2 separate regions of the Mus musculus genome follow, and region 2 is linked to region 1. The links are chromatin contacts, called in public promoter capture Hi-C maps. All regions are on one chromosome and are shown on one strand. Each heading gives the region's core, a stretch centred on a gene start, on an enhancer-like site or on the middle of the called end of the contact. The rest is flanking DNA. Distances are from core to core; before and after follow the strand shown. Region 1 holds the start of Tex29 (testis expressed 29). Region 2 overlaps Tubgcp3 (tubulin, gamma complex associated protein 3).

The links. Promoter capture Hi-C pulls out the DNA fragments that hold promoters and counts their contacts.
Region 2: a contact with region 1 is called in a promoter capture Hi-C map of hippocampal neurons, with 8 times the contacts expected there. The contact joins the enhancer-like site here to the promoter of Tex29 in region 1. A contact is called at or near these places in 5 of 39 promoter capture datasets (cranial neural crest, frontonasal cranial neural crest, hippocampal neurons and 2 more), 2 of 484 Hi-C or Micro-C datasets (both in cortical neurons), 1 of 115 datasets of contacts at active chromatin or transcription factors (large pre-B cells) and 4 of 9 other capture datasets (adipose tissue, embryonic stem cells, liver and 1 more).

Annotation. Positions count from the first base shown.
Region 1 is chr8:11,839,230-11,845,426 of GRCm38.p6, reverse strand. Tex29 (testis expressed 29) reads right to left here and starts at 4,906. Exons shown (of 7, transcript NM_029326.1): 1 at 4,786-4,906; 2 at 4,451-4,545; 3 at 1,165-1,275. The coding sequence starts at 4,508.
Region 2 is chr8:12,622,819-12,628,427 of GRCm38.p6, reverse strand. Tubgcp3 (tubulin, gamma complex associated protein 3) reads left to right here. Exons shown (of 22, transcript NM_198031.1): 18 at 3,315-3,403; 19 at 3,479-3,610. Among named protein-coding and RNA genes, the nearest start is that of Tubgcp3, 46 kb to the left of the region's middle. Within about 2 kb of position 2,512, at least 3 of the 459 cell types and tissues checked have an H3K27ac peak or open chromatin away from gene starts, as enhancers often do. A contact at or near this core is called in hippocampal neurons, where this site is marked.

The sequences.
Region 1 (6,197 bases), core at 3,657-6,156:
TAGAAATTAAAAAGGCACCAGCTCTGATTGTTTCTGCCAGAAGGCAGAAATGGGTCCTGGTATGCAAGGGTCACTCCTCCCCTAGAGTGAGAAGGGCCCTGAGCCTTCTAAAGTCAATACCTAAAGAGCGTCCTTGTGCTAATGGTGTGTCTATTGTGACCTCTTGGGTCACTATCAGAGGCCTAAATGCCCAGTCTCCATGATGCTGACATAAGAAAGTGTGGGCCCTGTCTGTCTGTCTCCAGCTCTTCCTGGTGTGGTATGGCATATCCGGTAGGTAGGTCACATTGATCACTAATTCCCTGACTTCCAAAGCCACATACATACCCAGGGAAGGGAACAGAGTACTGTGTGGAAGAATTCACTCTACCTGGGGACTTAGTAAAAGGAACAAGAGGAAAGGAGGGGCCCAAGAACATTTAGCATTGTGCAGAGGGACAGGGGCTGGAGGCCAGCACAGCAAGGGTCCCCACCTACAGCGTGGCCAGTATGGTCTTTCCTGGCTTTGGAGTGTTTACCCCTGTTCTCTGATGGAAATTAAGGGTGGATGCATCCCACACAGCTTCCATAATTACCATTCTGAAAGTGAGGACATAAATGAGTCTCCAAGTGAAATTTAATGAAGGTTTGGAGGTGGTGCTTTAGAAAACCCTAGAAGTTCAGAAGGCCCAAGTCCTGACATGGGAAAACATGTCCATGGGCAGAATGGACACAACCCTTCACTACAACGACCTGGTTAGCTGCTTCTTTTGTTCTTTCCCACTCCTCACAGATACCTGGATGTCTAGAAATGGCTCATCAGGAGCAAGGCAGCCAGCCCTGCAGCTCCTTGGATAGCCCAGGCCTGATCTTAGTGTGGTGCTAAAATGACCTCAGGAGAAACCCAGTCATATCGTGTCCCTCGGCTGTCCCCACGGTCCTTGGCTAAGACACCACCAGCCCGGCCCAATCAGACTCTAGCTGGCTGCAGCCAGCAGCGCCCTGTCCAGCAGCTGTCTTGGAAGGGACGTTCTCACACCCAGTGTTCATAATCCCAGCCTTTTCCAGGAAGGACTGTGGTGAGAAACCCCTTCCACTCCGCACAGAGCAGAGGTATGTGAGGTTGTGCTGTGTGAGGTTGTGGTGACATAAACAGTGGACAAGGACCAGGGTTGGATCACTCACTGGGAACAGCTTTCTCGTAGCAGACGCCCCTGTAGAAACAGCAGTCGAGACTCCTGCAGCGCTCCCTGGTGACATTGTAGTCACAGATGTCATACAGAGGGATGTCACACACTGCAAGGCACAGACACAGCACTGACTTGGCAAAAAACAAGGCGGGCATGGGGGTGGGGTGCACTGGGAGTCTGCCAGATTGAACCGCGGGTCTGTTAATTCCATTATTCATTATGAGAATCCTGCTTTGAAACGAGGATGAGAATTAAATTTCTGAACAAAATAATATGAAGTTAATTACCGAGCATAATACAAGGGTGGCTGAGGATCAGGGTGATAAGGCAGTGACAAGCCAGGCACGGGCTCCCCCAGGCATCCAAGAGGGCTAACACGTGACGTGCCAGGGTGGCCAGGTCACTCTGTGCAATGTGCACACTGAGGTACAGTCTGAGCTCTAGCTAGCCCCGAGGGTTGAGCATTGCTCCTGAATTTAGAAGCTGAATCCAAAAGACAAAAGTTGGCACTGGAGAGATGGCTCCAAGGCTAAAGGTGAATATCTTGTAGGGACTCAAATTAGGTCCCCAACACTCAGGTAGGGAAGTTCACAATGGTCTCTCATGACAGGGTGGTTTAAGAGCTGGCTAGCCCATGCCTACTTGGCCTAGGAGACACTTGGCATCCATGGGTCCCTCCCAAGATGCTTTGTGAGAGACAGGCAGGAGACCAGGCAGAACAAGGGTCTGGAAGAACACTTAACAGGGCCGACGTGGACTAGCTGGGTTCTTCTCTGCCAGGTGTCCTAGCAGCCTCTGTGCCTCCATGTGGGTAGACGGCAGGCTCTGTTCTGCTCTGGGTTGATCTATTATGTAAAGCAGTGGCAAAGCTCTTCAGGCTTTGCCCTGCCCCGAGAGACTTCACGTTGAGGATGAAGGAAGACTGTGAATCTGGGTGAACGGCAGCACCAGGTGACAGGAGCTACCCAGGTGGGACTTAACTCTAAAAGTAGAAAGGATACTGTCCTGTACATTTTTCAAAAATAAATGAGATGTGTCCATGGTGTTACATGCACAGACTATGGGAAGATATCAGGATAAAAGCGATATCAGGATGTATGGATGCTCTTAAGATCAGACCAAGAGCTTGCTGGACACACCACAGGGAAGGTGTAACTCCCTCACCTGGACCATTCAAGGACACCTCACACTGTGGTAGCAGCAGAATCACTGACCTGTTTCCTGGCCACCCCAGTGTGCATCTGGACCAACAGAGAACTCCCAGCGGTCTCAGGGGCTTTGTCTCGGTTGGGTGCCGACCGATGATGTCATCTCAGTTGTCAGTGCACCGTTCAGTGTCACCTTTCGCTGTTCCAGTCTCCACCATACCTTGTGCCCGCAGCTCAACTCTGCTGCTGTAGCTCAACTCTATCCCGACCCCAAGCCTCTGTATCTCTATCAGCAGCCCCAGATTCTGCTCTTGTCCCTCTTTGGAAGTCCTTGAACTCTCCTGAGCCCTGTGTAGCCCTGTGTTGCCCCCCTCTGTTTGTATATATATCTTACACACATATATGTACACATATATAATCAGTATATATTAATGTATGTTATATTAATATATTTATTATTTATATATAATTTATTGTATAATTAATAAAATTAATGTTATATATAATAAATATTAACATATCATATAATATATTCACAGAGGTGTTTTACTGTGTGATGTGTGATCTGAAGACTGATATTAATAGTTACAACTGAACTTTAAGAACCTGTGCTCAGTTGGCTGAGAAAGTGAATGTGCCAGACCAAGTCTGCCAACAAAGCTGTTGAAATGTGAATGCATTGTTATCCAAAAAATCCCAACACTGTAGAAAGAAAACATAGCTTCACCTCTCTACATTTTCCCAACAAGCCTTTGAGGCTCAAAGGAACAATAGGAGTGTGGTCCCTGTCATTTACCGTGGAGGCAAAGCATAGGTCCACAGCTTGGGAACACCAGGAAATCTGGACACCAAGCGGGGATCATTTCATGCCCCAGGGCTACAGCTCAACAGTCCCTAGATACGTTATGCACCCCTAAAACAGCCTCCTGCCCCAAGACACAGCTTACCTGTATCCTGTGGTCTCCTCTCAGCTGCCCCCTGAAACCTGCAGTGGGGTGTCCCAGCTCCAAGCTTAGGTTTTCAGGGCCAGTGTCCAACAGCTCCCAGGAACCTCTTGCAGAGGTAGGTAGGTACTGATCCCACCCCATGAAGACAGTTCCCCAGGGCTCCTAGCTGTAGATGGAGACCAAGAGGCTGCACACAAGGACCTTAAGGACAGAGTTTTTCCACCCTTTGTTATAGCTACTGCTCTCCCAGTGGGAGACGACAGAGCCACTGGATCCCAGCCAAACATACAGAGCAGCCGCTCTGATTTGGCCCAGTAGTTTCTGCTGCTCTCTGTGGCTCCAGTCTGCCTACATCTCCGGCATGGCTTCCTTGTTCTGAATCAGATATCGCAATCGGTCCTTTTAAGAGTCTTTGGCCTGTGGAGGTGTCTGGCCCCAGCATGACCTAATGCCTCCCCAACCCCACCGTGGCTGAGCCTCCCCTCCCACTCCCAGCCTCGAGGGAGAAGTTGGCTTTCTTTCAGGGAATCCCATAGAAACACGCCTGGCCTGCCTTCCAAGGGAGACAAACAAAAGATGAACACATTTCTTCTCTGCTTCTCCATGTCATATGGCATAATAGCAATGCATAAATACATGCACCATTGAGGAGAGAAAAAAAAGGAAGTTTCAAACAGTGAGATTTGGGAGGGAAGGTGACAGTCCCCAGTGGTCTGAGGCTCCTCCTGCGAAGCACGCAATTCTAGAAGGTTTTCCTGCCTGACTTAAAGTAAATGCAATTATACCATGCACAGTCAACGTGCCTTTGAGAAAATCATATTTTTGCACGACTTCCACACCCAGGGTCAAGTGTCTAATGCCTGCTTACATACCTAGTGGGGAGGAGAAGCGTGCTCCTTGTTGTAAAAAAGAACGTATTCTATAAAAGCCACTTCCGAGAGATGAGAGCTTTAAAGTGACTGAAGAGTATAACCAACCAAAAGCCCTGGGACTCCCTGTTGTTTCTTGAGCTAGTGTGAGAAATCCCAAGGGGCTGCTCTGTAATGGCTCAAGACTCAGAGATCTCAAGGTGGCTCCATGGGGTAACCTGGAAACACACGTCCCTGCTTTCCTTGATCAGATAAGCCAGACGGCACGACAGCCAAACTCTCCATGCAAACAGCCCCAAGAGTCTCTTCCATGTTACCTGCAAACTTCTTCAGGAGATGTGGTGGGGACCTCTTGATTTCTTTGGTGTCTTTCATGGTAGCAGCTGGCGGGGGATACAGGGATCAAATATGCCTGGAAGACAGGAAACCTCAGCACAGGGAGTACAGGAGTTGTACACTTAAAAGATAGCTTAGGCCACCTCAGCACACAGGGACCTCCGAGTATTCACACCTGAAGACAGGTCAGTCAGGACACCTCAGCACAGGGTGGCAGTGTGGCCATCTTTGGGGCGTTTTGTACGGGTACTAGAGAATTAACAGGCCAAACTTTGAGGGCTTCTCCTGGCCTCAGGGTGGAGGGGTAGTCACCAACCTGTCCATCAGTTCCAGAACTGAGGTCTGTGCACTGCCTCTCTGGTAGCCTCTAAGAAGGAACAATGTTTTGGTTAAGCCACGAACTGGCTACCTCAGCTTCTTGTCTACGGCTCACAAGTAGCTGGAGGTCAGGGTGGACAGAAGGAAACCAGTCCCTGCTTATTGTGACATCATTTTGAAGCTCAAGGTCATAAAAGGGTTACACAGCACCTCATTCTATGGACTGGGTATGGAGAGAGGGGGCCAAGCACACTAATGGGCTGGGGAAATCTCCCCTGTGTAAGGTACTGTTCTGAAGCCTCAAGTTAGAATCCAAGTTGCTCCTTCCTGAAAGCGTGGTGAGCTTGGGAGCAGGATCATATATTTAAATTTCGCCATGTGACTTTTGTTTTCTGGGAGTGTTTTCGCAAACACTACTAGGGTGCAACCATGAACAAAACAAGGTCCCCTCTATCCACAGGAGAAGGAACAAGGCCCTGTGAGTCCTATGCCTCCATCCTCAGAGTGGGCCCCTTCTGCTTATCACAGTGCAAGCATGCCCTTGGAAGGGGGCTGTGACAGTGACAACCTTCCTTTTGCTCCTTGCTGGAAACTGCCATATGTTTCAGTATTTTCCAGGTGTTGCAAGAATCCCAAGTAGGTCAGGGCTGGGAAGTGAGCTGCTGGAGATGGTCCCCTTTCTAACTGCAATGCTCTGTGGGGACCCTCCCTGAGGTACACCACTGAAGGCCAGCACAAGGCTCTGGAGCCTGCGGAGGCCGCAGTGCTCTCAGCTCTTGCTAATGTAGATGCAGTATTTCATTAACTTGGTTTTATTTGTAAACAAATGTGGTTGGCATTTAATAACCAAGAGGATGTGTATAAGAAGCAGCTCTTGCAAACATGGCAACTTTTACAGAAATAAAAGCTGGTGGCTGCATAATATGAAGGAAATTAATTATCCTGGGAGCTACTGCTCCCTGGGGTGAAGCTGTTTATCAGCCATCACTGAGGCAGCAAGCACAGCCAGGTGTGGAGGAACTGGCCGCTGTCTTGCATGTGGAGGGTGGGGAAACCAGGGACTGCCTAGCAAGGCTCCCTTGCTCTCAGTTTTTCCAATCCGCCAAGAGCAGAACCCTGCCACAGGGCAGAACTGAGCTGCAGGAACACCTGGGCTCGGCAGAGGCAGGGACCCAGGTCCCAAACAGCCCAGGGCTCAGGTCCCCAGTGAGTTCCGAGGGAAGGTGTGTGCATGCTCCCAGCCCACAGTGCCACGGCCAGAACCAAGAAACTGGGCCCACAGAGCACCTTTGAGTCATTACTCAGACCAGGTCTGGGTCGTCTCCCGTGTCTGCCCTTTGATGGAGACCCCTTGATGCCAGTATTGACCAGTATTAACATCTTCACAAGGTTCTTACACAGTCTTGCTAA
Region 2 (5,609 bases), core at 1,263-3,762, 790 kb before region 1:
TATCCCAGCACACAAGGATGTTTTAGGGTACACTGCTGTGCTCAGGATCCCCTGGAACAGCTACCATCAAGGTGGGAGAGACAGAGTCCTTTCCTTCCAGCTCTTGGTGACAACTCAGAGTAGATCTGCAGAGTGATGTCCTCTGGGGGCACAACCACACATACCTGAGTGCCTCTTGACAGAGGGTGGTGAAGTGGAAACTTCTGGTCTCTTTGGAAAGTCAGTATGTCGAATGATGTTTTGCTGGGGCACACAGATGAAAGGATGTTTTGCTAAAGCAGACACATGAGAGAATCTGTTGCTGAAGCAGACACAGGTGGGAAGATGTTTTACTGCAGCAGACACGTGATATTTAGAAGGAATATAAATATGACCCCACAGACGGGGCAGGAGTGGGGGTTGGTGGGGGGCAGGCCGAGCATTGGTTTGCTTTGCTCTGCCTCGCTATTCTTCTCTAATTCACACACATGTATTGGTTCACCTTACACTGTGTTGCTGAGCTCTGCTTGTGGTGATGCCATAGAGAGAAACTGGCCAAAGAGCTTCTTGTGAAGTTCCTGTGGCTTCTTGCCGCTTCCTCAGTGGTGGGTTGGTGAGCTTGGTGGTTTCTTCTGGATTGAACAACCCTTGCTGATTCATGAGTGGTGACTGCCAAGTGGACTGGACTGCTGCTGCTGGTTTGTGTTGGTGTTTGCTAGAGGACTGGACTGCTGATATCCTGACAATGAAGGTTGGAGATGATCCAAAGAACTATTTCTAAACATGTCTACTTCCCTCATATCCTAATAACCTTTCTTTTCTACTACCTCTGGTGGGTGGGAGGCAATAGGTCTGGTCGAACCCTTGTTAAAGTAGGTTGTAAAAAATAATGCCTACAGAGTAGCTATGTCCTCTGTGTGGGAAACAGAAGTCAGCTGTATGGCTAGAGAATTGGGTTAGAATGCCTGGTTTCAGGGAAGAAAACCACACTGTTCTGGGCCTTCAAGAGAACTAGGAAGCATACCCTCCTTGTCAGATGCATGGGCGTCACTGTGTGACATCTTCCCAGGGAGATCGGAACAGATGTCTGTCACTCTAGACAGGGAACCAAGACAGACCAAATTAACAGTGTCCTTGAGTCCAACTTAGGAAACCAGTGAGTTTATTGGGGTTGGTACTGGTGAGGGGCTACTTGAAGGAGCACATGTGACTCAAATGCAGCTGCAGCCCTGAAAAACCCATCCTGGCTTGGGTACTGCTAACCCAAGCTCGTTCCTGGAGCTCTGGTGGGTGGTAGGCAAGAGGTCTGGTCGAACCCTTGTTAAAGTAGGTTGTAAAAAATAATGCCTACAGAGTAGCTATGTCCTCTGTGTGGGAACAGATATGCAGGCTACTCGGCAGGTTGGCAAGCCTCCTCCCTACCAGTTGTTTACTGCTCCTGTAAAGATGGACCTTCCAGCTTCTTTGGACTGTGGAAGTTTACTTACTGTCTCACGTCCCTCCTCTGTCTGGTGGGACTGTTTCTAGTCAAAGAAAATTGCTGCAGATCAGCTGTATTCGTGGATAGAATTCCAAGTTGTGGAGCAGACCTGTGGAGTGGGCTACTCTTCTGAGGGTCCTGTGCTGGGTGGGCACACTCCTGGCTGATGGCTACATATAGCCATGGGGAAATGGCACCCGTGATGTGGACACACAGCTCTCTTCCGCTGTCTGGGGTCTTCACGGCAGCCATAAGAAGTCTGGTGTTTTGTAAGGAAGGTGTAGATACATTTCTAACAAATAAGCTGTGACTTCTGACCAGGGAAGCGTGGGGACCCTGGGGTCTGTCCATGGGGAGTCCCTGGACGGCCTGCCTCTACACAAAACCTCTTTGTACACATCTGTTGCCTGACTCTTCCTGGTGAGTCTGTTCACCTCAGATGGAGTAGGCAAGAGCAGGATCCCACTGAAATTGAGGTTGGTGAACCACTGAACTTAATTGGGATCACACACAGGAGTAAGGACACCTTCCAAGTGGCTTGGAAACAAAGGAGAGTTCCTCTCTCCTCCAGTGATTAGTAATTGCTTGTATTCCTCAGGGAAGGGCTGAGAGGACTCAGTGCTGTTGTAGACCTCTTCCCCAGGAACTGCTAGTGGGCTTGACCTTTCAAGAGTCAGGATAATGACAGCTGCTCTGATTGGAAGATGGCTCGGCTACATCATGACCAGAGGGCAGTTTTGCAGTGTCCTGCAGTCTCATTAGGAAGCCCAGGAGCAGCATCTGCCATTTGTGTTTCCCTCTTACTTTCCAAAGGAATGCTTTCCTGAGCCCTCATCAGATTCTTAGGGCCAGACTTGCTACTGCCTGCTCATGTGACTGTGTGCGCTCATACACTGGTTTATGTGTATGCTCTGGGCTACGTTAAATTCATTAAAGCATTTACGACTTTTTTATTTGCTTTTATTTTGTTTTTCATTTGGGACCGTGCTTCCATCTGTCCTCTCTTGAGCACACATGCTCACTGCACCAAGACAGCAGTGCCTCTGTAACCCTGGAGATGTGTCTTCTTTGATGTCATCCTCTCTCCTGGAGCCACAGTTCCTCAGAGCCTCTTTAAACATCCTACAGGCCAGAAATTAAAAATGTAGCCAAAGCCAGTGCTGTTCTGCTCCCTGTGGAGCGAGGGAGGCCTTTCCTGCTTCCTCTGGCTGCCGATGCTGGCGGCATTCTGCACATGCATATCAGCTCCCTGGGATCCTGCCTTTTTTCTTACTGAATTAGGGCCCACCCCGAGACCCTCTTGTCTCAGAATGAGTAGGGAGAAATAGCCATTCCTTGCATAGTAGATGGACTGGTTGCATATAAGATATAAAATAAGGCTTCTATTTATGCATGATGCTCGTTTCTATAAAATAAACTTTTATACTTAGCTGTGTGAAATGTGTGTGTACGTATGTATATGTACGTATATGTGTGTACGTGTGTATGTGTGTGCCAACGAATGAGCACCAGAAGAGGACAGCCGGTATTCTCTATCAGGATGTACCTTACTCTCTTGGCTGTCAGCCGGCCAGCCCCTGAGATCTTCCTTGGCCCTCTAATACTGGAGTTATAGGCACGACCATGCTCAGGCCTTTACATGGGTACTGGGGACATGAAGTCAAGTCCATATGCTTTAAAGCAAGCACTCTCAGTCTAGTCCTTTCGCTAATGCACAAGAGTGGGTGGAGAGCTTCTGGTCTCTGGCATCTGGAATGAGGCTTACTTATGGCTTTGTTAGCAGGCAGCTTGTGGGCACGGGGGTCTGTACTAGCACCAGGACCTCCCTTCCCTGATGACACTCCATCTTTTGCAGAGTTCTCTGGGGTGCTTCACCAGTGCCACATCCTGGCCTCAGAGATGGTGCACTTCATCCACCAGATGCAGTACTACATCACCTTTGAGGTGAGTCAGCTAGCCGCAGTGTGGTGCAGCGGTGAGGTGAGCAGGCCCCCCCAGAGTCTCCACGTGTCCTTTCAGGTTCTCGAGTGCTCCTGGGATGAGCTGTGGAACAGAGTGCAGCAGGCCCAGGACCTGGACCACATTATTGCAGCACACGAGGCGTTCCTGAACACCATCACCTCCCGCTGTCTCCTGGATAGCAACTCCAGGGTAAGGCTCACTCCTGCCAGCCAGGACGGAGACTGTCAATCTTCAGGTGCTGCCGCATCAGTGACTGAGAAAGGTTCTCACACTGACTGCCACCCCCCCCCCCCCCGTTTTCATTGTCTTAGTCAGTTAATGGCACGGGGCTGCATAAGTTTAACAGACTATATTCACAGAGCTGTGAGGCTCCCATAGCCCAGGGCTTTCAGCTTGGTTCTTTTCTTGTTTAGAGCCTCTCTTCTGGAAAGCTGTGTGCTCTGAGTAGCAAGGCTTTCTGGATTCTGATTTTTCTTTAAAGGTCTGGGTTGAGAAAGAACACATTCTGAGTGTCAAGCAGTGAACTGCGCATCAGGCTGACTCCTTGAGAGCATTTCTCACAGTGTGCGTGGTCGGGATATTCTGGGTTCGTGTCCAGCTTCTGCCTGGACTTTACCGAGGCTTTTGTTTTGTTTTCTGTTTGTCTGCATCAGCCTATGCTGGGGAGAAGTGTTTGGATAAACATAATTATTAAAGAGTATGCGTGTGTGTGCATGTGTGTGTGTGTGTGTGTGTGCGCGTGCGTGTGTGTGTGTGTGTGTGTGTGTGTGTGTATGTGAACATCTAGTGATCAAAGATAACTCTAAATGAAATTTGCTTTCTAGATGCAGAGGAGGTGGAATAGAGTGCTAACATCCTTTGAACAGAATTAGTAACTCGTGAAATGGGCTTCTAAAGTCATCTGGGGTCCTGCTGACTATTCCCACTAAGTCCAGTCTCGGAGGTTGATAGTACAGTGGGTTTCACATCTGTTACCTGGCATGCATGTTTGTTATGGAAGTATTTCTTATGGCATCAGTATACTGGTGACTGCATAATGGTACCCACAGGTCCTGGCCATTCTCTGTAATGTGCTTAAGACATGAAGCACCCATTTGTGGGTCAAAGTCAATGTTCAGGCAGATGGTGGCCTCTCATTGTGAATCCAGGGTTCTCTTTTCAGAGGCACAATGTAAATTTGTGGAAATTAAATTATATGATTCACCATGGCAACCAACTCGTAAATGCAGCTGCCGCTCTTTTCAAGCTGTAGAAGTCAGGTTATATGTCGTTCTGCAAAGGAAACAGGTGTGGACGTCACCAGGTGTATTGCTCTTCAGCAAATGTTGGAATTGCTAAGGACTTCACCCACACTGGCATCCTGCATTCTATGGCTCTGCTGACCATGGGGCTGAGCTCATAGAAGATGGGAAATGTCTGTGTGAGACAAGTTGAGTCACCCTAATTCTTGAATTTATAGAATAGCTGTAGATGTGGCAAAGTCCAAAGAGTCTTCTGCCTATAGGGAGGTAGTTCTAGGGACTAGTTGTTTGGAGTTGGTCCCCAGCCAGCCTCACTGAAGGAGCGCTGCCTTAGGCTCCCTTAGCCCTGAGGTTGTGTCTTAAGCTGTTCAGTAAGCCGATTGGGTGTTGTTTGCTTGCTTTAGAAACAGGGTCTCAGACTAGCCTGGAATCTGTGATTGTCCTGCCTCAGCCTCCAGTGTTGAGATTATAGGTATGAGCTGCCACAACTGGCTCCAGAACATTTTGTCATTAGTTGTTCCTAAGAAAGAAGTCTATTATATAAAACAGTAAAAAAGTAATGTTTTGGACTTATTAATTTTAAGTGTGGTATTTTCATATTTTTACACTGTGAGGAAGTCAGTTGTCATGATCCAGTTAAGGTGGGGAAATGACAGTTGCAGACATGTGTGTATCTCCGTTTGATTGTGCAGCATTGAGGGAAAAAGCCCTGAGCAGCACAGTAGAAAGGGCAGCTCAGACCCTCAGAGCAGACTGAAGAAGCCCACAGTGCATGCTCCACTCAAAAGAAGTATCAGTTAGTAAGCTCAGGGACGTAGTACTCAAAAAACAAGTTGTTCTTGTCATGACTACAATAGAAAAATAAACCAGGCAGTTATAACCATATTAAAATTTAAACAGGACTGTCTCCTTTCTTTGTTTTCTAATGTTTCATAAAATAAATTCTG